2 separate regions of the Zea mays genome follow, and region 1 is linked to region 2. A link is a contact called in public Hi-C data. All regions are on one chromosome and are shown on one strand. The core of a region is the stretch at or near the end of the contact, and the rest is flanking DNA. Distances in the headings are between cores, read along the strand shown.

Evidence for each region. A called contact is a pair of places that touch in the nucleus more often than the background predicts.
Region 1: a contact with region 2 is called in a Hi-C map of ear, with 6 times the contacts expected there. The contact joins the promoter of LOC100382595 here to the promoter of LOC103636044 in region 2. A contact is called at or near these places in 3 of 25 Hi-C or Micro-C datasets (ear, leaf and tassel).

Annotation. Positions count from the first base shown.
Region 1 is chr1:70,046,598-70,051,083 of Zm-B73-REFERENCE-NAM-5.0, forward strand. LOC100382595 reads right to left here and starts at 3,149. Exons shown (of 2, transcript NM_001175325.1): 1 at 3,003-3,149; 2 at 1,419-2,848. The coding sequence starts at 2,812. The coding sequence ends at 1,607.
Region 2 is chr1:69,704,300-69,709,291 of Zm-B73-REFERENCE-NAM-5.0, forward strand. It overlaps LOC103636044 (PLATZ transcription factor family protein), which reads left to right and starts at 1,699. Exons shown (of 4, transcript XM_008658404.4): 1 at 1,699-1,935. The coding sequence starts at 1,897.

The DNA.
Region 1 (4,486 bases), core at 1,899-4,398, 340 kb after region 2:
ATTTGCTACATAGGAGCCATTGGTTTGAATTCTACATCATATTTGTTTTGTTGATTTATATGCTAGAGAAAAATGCTAACAAAAAATAAGCTATACCGACAGAAAATTAGGCAATTTATGTTGGCAAAGCTTTATTTCCATCGGTCTCTAATCAACAAAAAAAATTAGATTATTGTCCAGTTAGAGGTTCCTAAACCTACGCTGATTAGTAAGTTGAGGGACGAGCTTATGTAATACGCTAATTCAAGTACATGCATGGTGCTTGTCACAAGTTTGAGTACCGTTAGCGGATTTGGATCAGAGAAAAACTTAGGAATTTCTAAGGAATTAAAATTTGAATGTTTCATGCTAAACACTTTTTTCCTTTATGGAACACAAAAAATATAGGAATTTCTAAGGGATTGTAACTTAGAAATTCCATGTAAAACCATTCATGTAACTTTTTTATTGACAACCCTTTTATTTGGTTCTTAAACATTTTTTGTTATCTTTATATGTGTGTAACAAAAGAACGCTAGAAGTGGCTAAACAGTCTAACACTAGGTTGTGAAGTTGTACTTTCTATAGAAACACTAGGTTGTGAAGTTGTACTTTCTATAGAATCAAATACTGTGCTCCACCTATCAACCTTTACTAAAACATCTGATACATAATGCAAGAAAATGTTACGTTTCAAGATGATAAAAGATATTATGTTTCACAAAATAAGACCAAAGATTCTATCTTTTTCAATTCTTTTTCTTCATGCTTGCCTTCTTCATGAATATTTTCCCCTCCTATTTTTAATTGTCTAGAAAAGTTTTTATTTTACTTTTGCTCTTGCTTGTATCCAACCTCAGTATTTGGAGGGTGTTTAGATTCATCCAACTAATAGTGGAGTAATAGGTAAAGTTAATTGGGATAGATAAAAAACTTTCTAATTATAGGCACCTAGCTAATAATTATTTCGCTAGCTTGTTCGTCTGCCCTGCAGTAGTTGTTCGGACTGCTGCCGTTGTAATCCATAGAGACAAAATATTGTAGAAGCCGCAGCCGGATTAAAGCCGCAGTGAACAAGTTTAGCGACGCGGAAATACACTTTTATCCTTCTACAATCTACATACCTTTTCTCGTATGCTTTACAACTGTGGTATTACATACAAAACCATCAATATTCTATTTTATGGCCTTGCTTTCTTGATGCAAGAGACATTTTATCCACAAATTGCATGATAATGCCAGCACGTCTTCTATATTTTAGGTAGCTGATTTTTTGATGTTCTTTATGAAACATTTTTTATTTTACTATAAAAATGTAGATTATCTCTTGTAAGTTATCCTTTTGATTGATTTGTTGCTTCTAAAACCATCTCAAGATTCGAAGTGTCTAGTATATATAGCAAGTTAGCAACTCCTTATTGACAATGTACCTTTGGACTGCACACGAAATCTGCAATTTTATTGAAGACAAATAATGTCAATGAAAAATGACATTACAATTCGGTACCGTAAGTACATGCACACACACACACGAAGAAATCAATCACACGGAGTAGGAGCCGAACCAAAACTAAGGCGCCTTAATCAAAAAAGCAATTAATTGTAGTAACACTATAACCATAAGCGCTTATACGGTGACCTCCACTCTGGGCTCGAAGGAGAATGCGGCCAGGAACTCGCTGGCCTCGCCGTCAGCATTGACGTACTTGGGCAGCTCCTCCCACTGGTTGCTGGCCACGTCGCACATGAAGCAGGCGTTGGCCTCGGCGGAGGTGACGCAGACCATGAGGCGGTCGCCGTGGCCGACGCAGTTGATGTCGGGGCGCGTGCCGTGGAATCCGTGCGACATGGCGGGCGGCATGGCGGCCACCTGCCGCCACGCGCCCCCGGCGAACTCCCAGACGCGCAGGCTGGCCGTGCCGAGGTATTCCGAAAGCACGACGGCGTAGGCCGCTGCGCCGCACGCGACGACGTCGATTGAGTACTCGAAGTAGACGGGGAGGATGCGGGGCAGCTCCGCGAAGGTGCGGCGCGCCGTGTCGCAGGCGACGACGGTGCCCGAGTAGCTGAGGAAGTAGGCAAAGGCGGCGTCGGCGTCGCCGTCGACGTCGCGGCGCACGACCACTGAGGAGGAGTACTGCTTAGACGCGCTGCGCTGCATGTTGGTGGACACGACGTCCCCGGACTTGCTGAGGAAGTAGACCGTGTCGTCGGGCGCCGGCGCGTCGGGGCAGGAGGAGTCCCCGGGCCTGCGGGCGAGCGGTAGGGGCCCCTCCCACGAGTCGCTGGAGGAGTCGTAGACCGCCATGGAGAGGTCGTCGGGGAGGTCGCCCGCGAAGAGGGCCACGCGGTAGGGACCGCCGGCGCCGTACATGGCGATGGCCTGTAGCTGGCGCGCGGCCTGCGGCGGCGAGGGGAGCGCGCGGGACGCGCCTGTGAGTGGGTTGGCGACGGTGAGCGCGCCCGTGGCCGGCGCGCGGTAGAGGACGAGGCCGGCCGACGCGGCCACGGGCACGGCTGCCCCCGGCGCGGCGTGGCAGCGGTTCCAGGTGCGGCCGGCGGCGTCGAAGGCGACGGGCGGGCGGGGCCCGGAGTCGGAGTCGGAGAGCATGAGGAACCACGGGTCCCGGGAGGGCACGCGGGCGCAGGCGTGGAGGAAGGTCGGGGACGCCGCGGCGGCGCGCCAGCGGCTGCAGACGGCGCGCAGGCGGAAGTAGGTGGCCGGCGGGAGGCGCGCGAGGACCCGCTCGAGCAAGTCGTCGTGGAGGGCCCCCAGGCCGGCGGGAGGCGTGGGCTTGCGCTTCCTGCCGTTGTTTGCCCGCGGCGCCTCCATGTGGCCACGTACGGCGGCTAGCTGGCTGCGAGATCTCTGAGAGAGGTGGAGCAAGACGGGGTGAGTTGTTTTTGTTACGCTCGTGATGTGGTGGAATTGGGAAGGAATTCTATCCAATTGCAATTGGGAGCGTGTGGAGGCGGGAAGCATCAGCAGCAGCAAGAACCATAAGCAAGTGCAGTAGCAGTACCTCGGGAGGAGACGGAGGCTCGGCGACCGGCGTGGTCGTGGAGGCGGCGGCGCTGTTCTTTTTGTCTGCGTTGACATGCAAAGAAAGGTCGCCAAGAAGCACTCCACTCCACGGGAGGTGGTGTGGTGGGGATCACAGTAGTAATCGCGAGTGGACTGCTGTCTGTCTGTAATAACTGTAAAGCCACCACCTCCTGCCTCCCTATTTATACCCGTGCCAGCACGGCCACGACAGTGTTCAAAAATAAAAAAAAAATACTAGTAGCTACTCATAGCAACTCCAAAAGTCTAGCTAAATTGATTAGTATATGCAAAAATAGTAAAATTAGGATTAAAATCCGATCCAACGGACTCTCTTTCTTGCTCGCTACTGTATCCTGCTCGCCATCCTATCGAGATCGTTAGGTATTTTTGCCGAGTCTGTCCGCCTCGCCATTCCCTCCTACCGTCACCTCTCTCGAGCCCTTGACGCCTGCAGCACCACTCCATCGCCCTGCCGTTCTCGTCGTCCTCTCGCCGCTTTCGTCCTCGCGTGCATAGGTAGATATGGCATGCCCAAGCTGGAAGGGGATTAACCGCAATACAGGGGAAGAGCATATCGATAATTTTTTTGGCCAATGTCGACAATGCAAGCTTATCAGCAAAAGTGTAAATGCTCGCTCCTCTTGTTTGTTTGTTTTACTAGCATTCTAATTTCCAGCTCATATGCTAGCACATTCTAAAAGTTGATCGATATCACGGCTCATGGACAAAAAAAATTCTCATGTCAGCAGTAAAAAGAGAGACATGTGAATTGTAGATTTATATTTTAATATAAACACATGTATCTTATTCACGTCAATTGAGAGGTGTTTTGAATATTTATAAACAATATTTAAAGACTCTCACTACCGGAATCCGAGTCTTTGCCGAGTGTTGGATTCTTTGCCGAGTGCCTTTTGTCGGGCACTCGGCAAAGAAGGTTTTGCCGAGAGCCGCACTCGGTAAAGTCAGGCTCTCGGCACAGAGACTCTTTACCGAGTGTTGAACACTCGGCAGAGGACAGCACTCGGCAAAGATGGGTTTGCCGAGTGTCAAACACTCGGCAAAGGGAGCTCTCGGCAAAAAGCCGTCAACAGCCGTCCCAAAGCTGACGGCCGTTAGTATTTGCCGAGTGCCAACCGTTGGTTCTCGGCAAAGATGCTTCTTTGCCGAGCGCCACGCAGCTGGCACTCGGCAAAGGAAGCTTTGCCGAGTGTCTTATTCAGACACTCGGCAAAGTATATTTTTATTTTTTTTGATTTTGCCTCCCAAACTTTTTGTGGTATGTTCCTACACTATGTAGACCTACATGTATCATTTGTGGACAATTATAACAGAGTTTTCAATCGTTAGTAGATTTAGTTCATTTTTTTGAAATTCTTCGGAAAATTCAAATTTGAACTGCAGGTCACTCGAAACTTGGAAAACCGTGCATGAAAAAATGATATTCATGTTACTTAGCAT
Region 2 (4,992 bases), core at 449-2,948:
TAACTTTCTATCTTTAACGTATACAACTTTATATCTAACTTTCTATCTTTCACGTACATACCATTCTATATTTAACGCAAGTTTTATTATTATTATTATTTTCCCGGCCGATCCCCCATCCCCTCATCACCTCTGCTTCCGCGAAACAACGCTCCGAATTCAACAGTGCCTAAATTAAGTGACAGAACCCTAAACTTTCATATGACTACTATATAGCATGTGTTACACACGATCCCGAGGAGATGATCGATGATGGCGGTGGAGCAAGTGAGGAGAGGGGGAAGGGAAGGGAAGGGAAGGGAAGGGATGAGGGATGATTCATATAAAGTAGTTCATGGGGAAGGGAGATGAGTTATTCAACTATCTGGACCGTTGATTTTGATAGTGTGTTAAGTTTGAGTACAATATGTTAGGTGAATTTAGTGGGGATAATGAGTATGGGGTGATTTGGTTGTGTGATTTTTGCAAAGTTTAAACTGATGGATTATATAGTGGTAAGAGCATAACTCTTTTCTATTATATAAATATGTGTAACTTTCTATCTTTAACGTATACAACTTTATATCTAACTTTCTATCTTTCACGTACATACCATTCTATATTTAACGCAAGTTTTATTATTATTATTATTTTCCCGGCCGGTCCCCCATCCCCTCATCACCTCTGCTTCCACGAAACAACGCTCTGAATTCAACAGTGCCTAAATTAAGTGACAGAACCCTAAACTTTCATATGACTACTATATAGCATGTGTTACACACGATCCCGAGGAGATGATCGATGATGGCGGTGGAGCAAGTGAGGAGAGGGGGAAGGGAAGGGAAGGGAAGGGAAGGGATGAGGGATGATTCATATAAAGTAGTTCATGGGGAAGGGAGATGAGTTATTCAACTATCTGGACCGTTGATTTTGATAGTGTGTTAAGTTTGAGTACAATATGTTAGGTGAATTTAGTGGGGATAATGAGTATGGGGTGATTTGGTTGTGTGATTTTTGCAAAGTTTAAACTGATGGATTATATAGTGGTAAGAGCATAACTCTTTTCTATTATATAAATATATGTAACTTTCTATTTTTAACGTATACAACTTTATATCTAACTTTCTATCTTTAACGTACATACCATTCTATATTTAACACAAGTTTTTTTATTATTTTCCCCACCGGTCCCCCTTTCTCTCATCACCTGTGCTTCGACGAAACCACGCTCTGAATTCAAAAGTTTAGCGCTGCTAAAAAGCAGTGCAACTGACATCCGGGCACATTGAATGAGTAGAGAAAGCGCTGTAGAAACGTACGCCTTGACCGGCTGAGGCGCAACGCAAGCAGCGCGGCTCCAAGCTGGCGCCACCCGCGAACTGCGTCTGCAACCAACGGCGTCGGCTCTAGCTCACGCTCAACTCGAGCACGCGGACTCGCCTCGCGCTCAACGTGAGCATATGCATGGGCCGCCCGGCATCTCTTCTCTGGCTGGTCCTGTCCTGTCATCAAACCTGACCTGACCACTCTCCGGCTCCGCTCGTTGGAACGGCGGCACACACGACATCACGGTGTCGCGTACGTGAGGCTACACCGTTGGATTGGTTGGTAGGTCAGTTCACCGACGGCCGTGATTAACTGATTCAGGATTCTTTTACAAATTAATTAAAACGAGAGAGATATAGCCACGTTAACACTATGTTGTGTTATTAATTAAACAAAAGCCATTATATTTCCCCCTTCTGAGTTTCCCTATTTATAATCATCCTCTATCTTGGCCCCATCGCGCGGCTCAGCTTTCCAGATTTCCTCCGGCGAGAGAGAGGAACCAGTAGTAAAACACAAGATACATAGATGCTACGACTGTGCTAGTGAGCTGTGAGATCGAGAGAACACACTCTCCAGCAGCACGGCAACATGTCTTGCATAGGTTCCTCTTGCACCGCAACCAACAAGGTAATATACATGAGAAACACTTCTGCCGCTCTCGATGGATCCGTGCGTGCGTAGAACGAATTTCTACCACAGTATAGTAGCTGGTTCATATTCATCCATATCTAGATGTTTATTTGTGCTCTATAAATCCAGGCAATATATAGCTTCTGATCTCCTTGAAAAAGGGTCTCTATCCCTCTTGAGCGACTTTTTTCCCCATCCTAGTATGTTAGGCTATAAATTCATCATGGCTTATATGATTGTTTTTTTTCTAAGTTTAGTTTCAGATCTCCGGTTTCCCTCGTGGACGTATGAACCGTAGTACACGTGTGCAATCGACAGCTCTGGATCATGTTGCCGAAACGTTTCTTGCGCGTTATTATGTTCGTACATGTTTTGCGTTTCAGGTACACGTGTGTAATCGACAGCTCTGGATCGTGTTGCCGAAACATTTCTTGCACGTTATCATGTCCATACATGGTTTGCGTTTTAGGTACTAATGGGATATTTCAACTAGAGCCACGTACGCAACAATAACGGTTAACGGTCTCTAGTTTTTGGATCCGTGCGACTTCTTTTACCTAGCTAGTTTTTAGTTAGTAATGCCCCACAAGGTTATCATGGGTATCTATCTAGATCTAAAATTGTTAACCGGTGCTTTCTATGAGCGACCTTTTTCTATTCCAATTTCATTCAACTGTAGGTCCACCATGGCATATATATGTTTGTTTCCTAAGTTTAGTTCAAGATCTACTTTTTTTCTCATGAGCATGTATGGGTCGTGGTACACGTGTGTAACCAATTATTTTGGAACGTGCTATTAAAGGGTTTCTTATGCGTTGTCGTGTTCATACATGTTTGTGTTTCAGGTAGTAAGGGATATTTCGACCATATATAGGCACATATGCAACAATAACGGTTGTAACGGCCTCTGGTTTTTGGATCCTTGCAACTTATTTCAACTGTTTTTAAAACTAAAGCCACTACAACTGTTTTTGTTGCATATGTGCTTCTGGTTTAAGGATCCCTAGTCATTACCTAAAATACAAACATATGTACGGACACAATAACACATAAAAACCCTTTAATAGCACATTCCAAAACAATTGGCTACACACGTGTACCATGGTTCATATGTGCTCATGAGAAAAAGGTCTTGAACTAAACCTAGGAAACAAACATATAAGCCATGATGGATCTACAGTCCAACAAAAATAGAATATAAAAAGGTTGCTAGTAGAAAGCACTATTTAACAGTTTTAGATCTAGATAGCACTCATTAACAATTTTAGATCTAGATAGATACACATGCTTTAGTTTTCGGATCCGTGCAACTTATTTTACCTATTTTTTAAAATAAAGTCCCGCAAAGTTATCATAGGTATCTATCTATATCTAAAATTATTAATTCTTGCTTTCTTTCAATGGCTTATTTTTATCCTAGTTTTATTAGACTGTAGATTCCTCGTGGCATATATGGTTGTTTTTAATTTCAAATATCTAGTTTTCCTCATGGACATATGAACCGTGGTACACGTGTGTAACCAATTGCTCTAGATTGTGTTGTGAAAACGTTTCTTACACGTTATCATGTCCGTACATGTTTGCGTTTCAGGTAGTAAGGGATATTTGAACTAGAGCCACATATGCAACAATAACGTTTAACGGTCTCTGGTTTTTGGATATGTGCAACTTCTTTTACCTGTTTTCTTAGTAAAGTCCCACAAGGTTATCATGGATATCTATCTAGATCTAAAATTGTTTATTAATGCTATCTATATCTAAAAGTGTTAATATATGCGTTTTCTAAGCGACAACTTTTTATTCTAGTCTTGTTCGACTCTAGTTTCTTATTTGTTTGTTTCCTAAGGTTAGACCAAGATCTACTTTTTCTGTCATGAACATGTATATGAAGCATGGTACACGTGCGTAACCAATTATTTTAGAACGTGCTATTAAATTGGTTTTATGTGTTAGTTTGTACATGTTTGTGTTTTAGGTAATAATTAGAGATATTTAAACCAGAGGCATCTATGCAACAATAACGGTTGTAACGACCTCTAGTTTTTGGATCCATGCAACTATTTATCTTTTTTAAATAAAGTCCCACAAGGTTATCACGGGTATCTATCTGGATCTAAATTTGTTGATTGGTGCTATCAAGATCTAAAATTGTTAATCGATGCTTTCTCTAAGTCATCTTTTTGTTCCAATTTCGTTTGACTGTAGATCTGTCATGTATGAACCGTGGTACACGTGTGTAACCAATTGTTTTGGAATATTCTATTAAAAGGTTTCTTATGCGTTATCGTTCATACATGTTGATGTTTCAGATAATAATTAGGGATATTTAAACCAGAGGCGCGTATGCAACAATAACAGTTGTAACGACCTCTAGTTTTCGGATCCATGTAACATATTTTACCTATTTTTGTAAAATAAAGTGCCACAAGGTTATCATGGGTACCTATCTATATCTAAAATTGTTAAAAGGTGCTATCTAGAACTAAAATTATTAATCAATGCTTCTCCGGGCAACCTTTTTTATTCCAATTTTGTTTAACTGTAGATCCATCATGGCTTATTTGTTTGTTTCCTAAGTTTAGTTTAAGACCTTTTTGCTCATGAGCATGTATGAACCATATATGGTACACGTGTGTAGCTAATTGTTTTGGAACGTGCTATCAAAGAGTTTTTTTATGTGTTATCGTGTTAGTTTAAGGCCATCATCTTTTTGTCTTTATCTTTTATTTCATACTCCGTCGCGTGGATATTATAGTGCAAAACGTGGTTTTGCGCCTTTGTACGTAGCGTAGCTGGTCAGGTCTAGTAAATTTAGCCTAATTAGAAAATTAAATTTAGGGTGGCTTTGTTGGGCCGGTAGTGAATCGAGCCGAAAGGGCAGAGCAGTGCCTAGACTGCAGGCACAGATGCCATGTCAGCAAATGCGGGCATCATTGCACTTGCCCGGCTGGCAAGTTAGGACGACAGCGGCGGTTATACTTTGTCTTATACGGACTGTACCCATGTCATGTTTCTAGCCTTGGCACTTTGCAGTAGAATTGCACGTGCATGTCC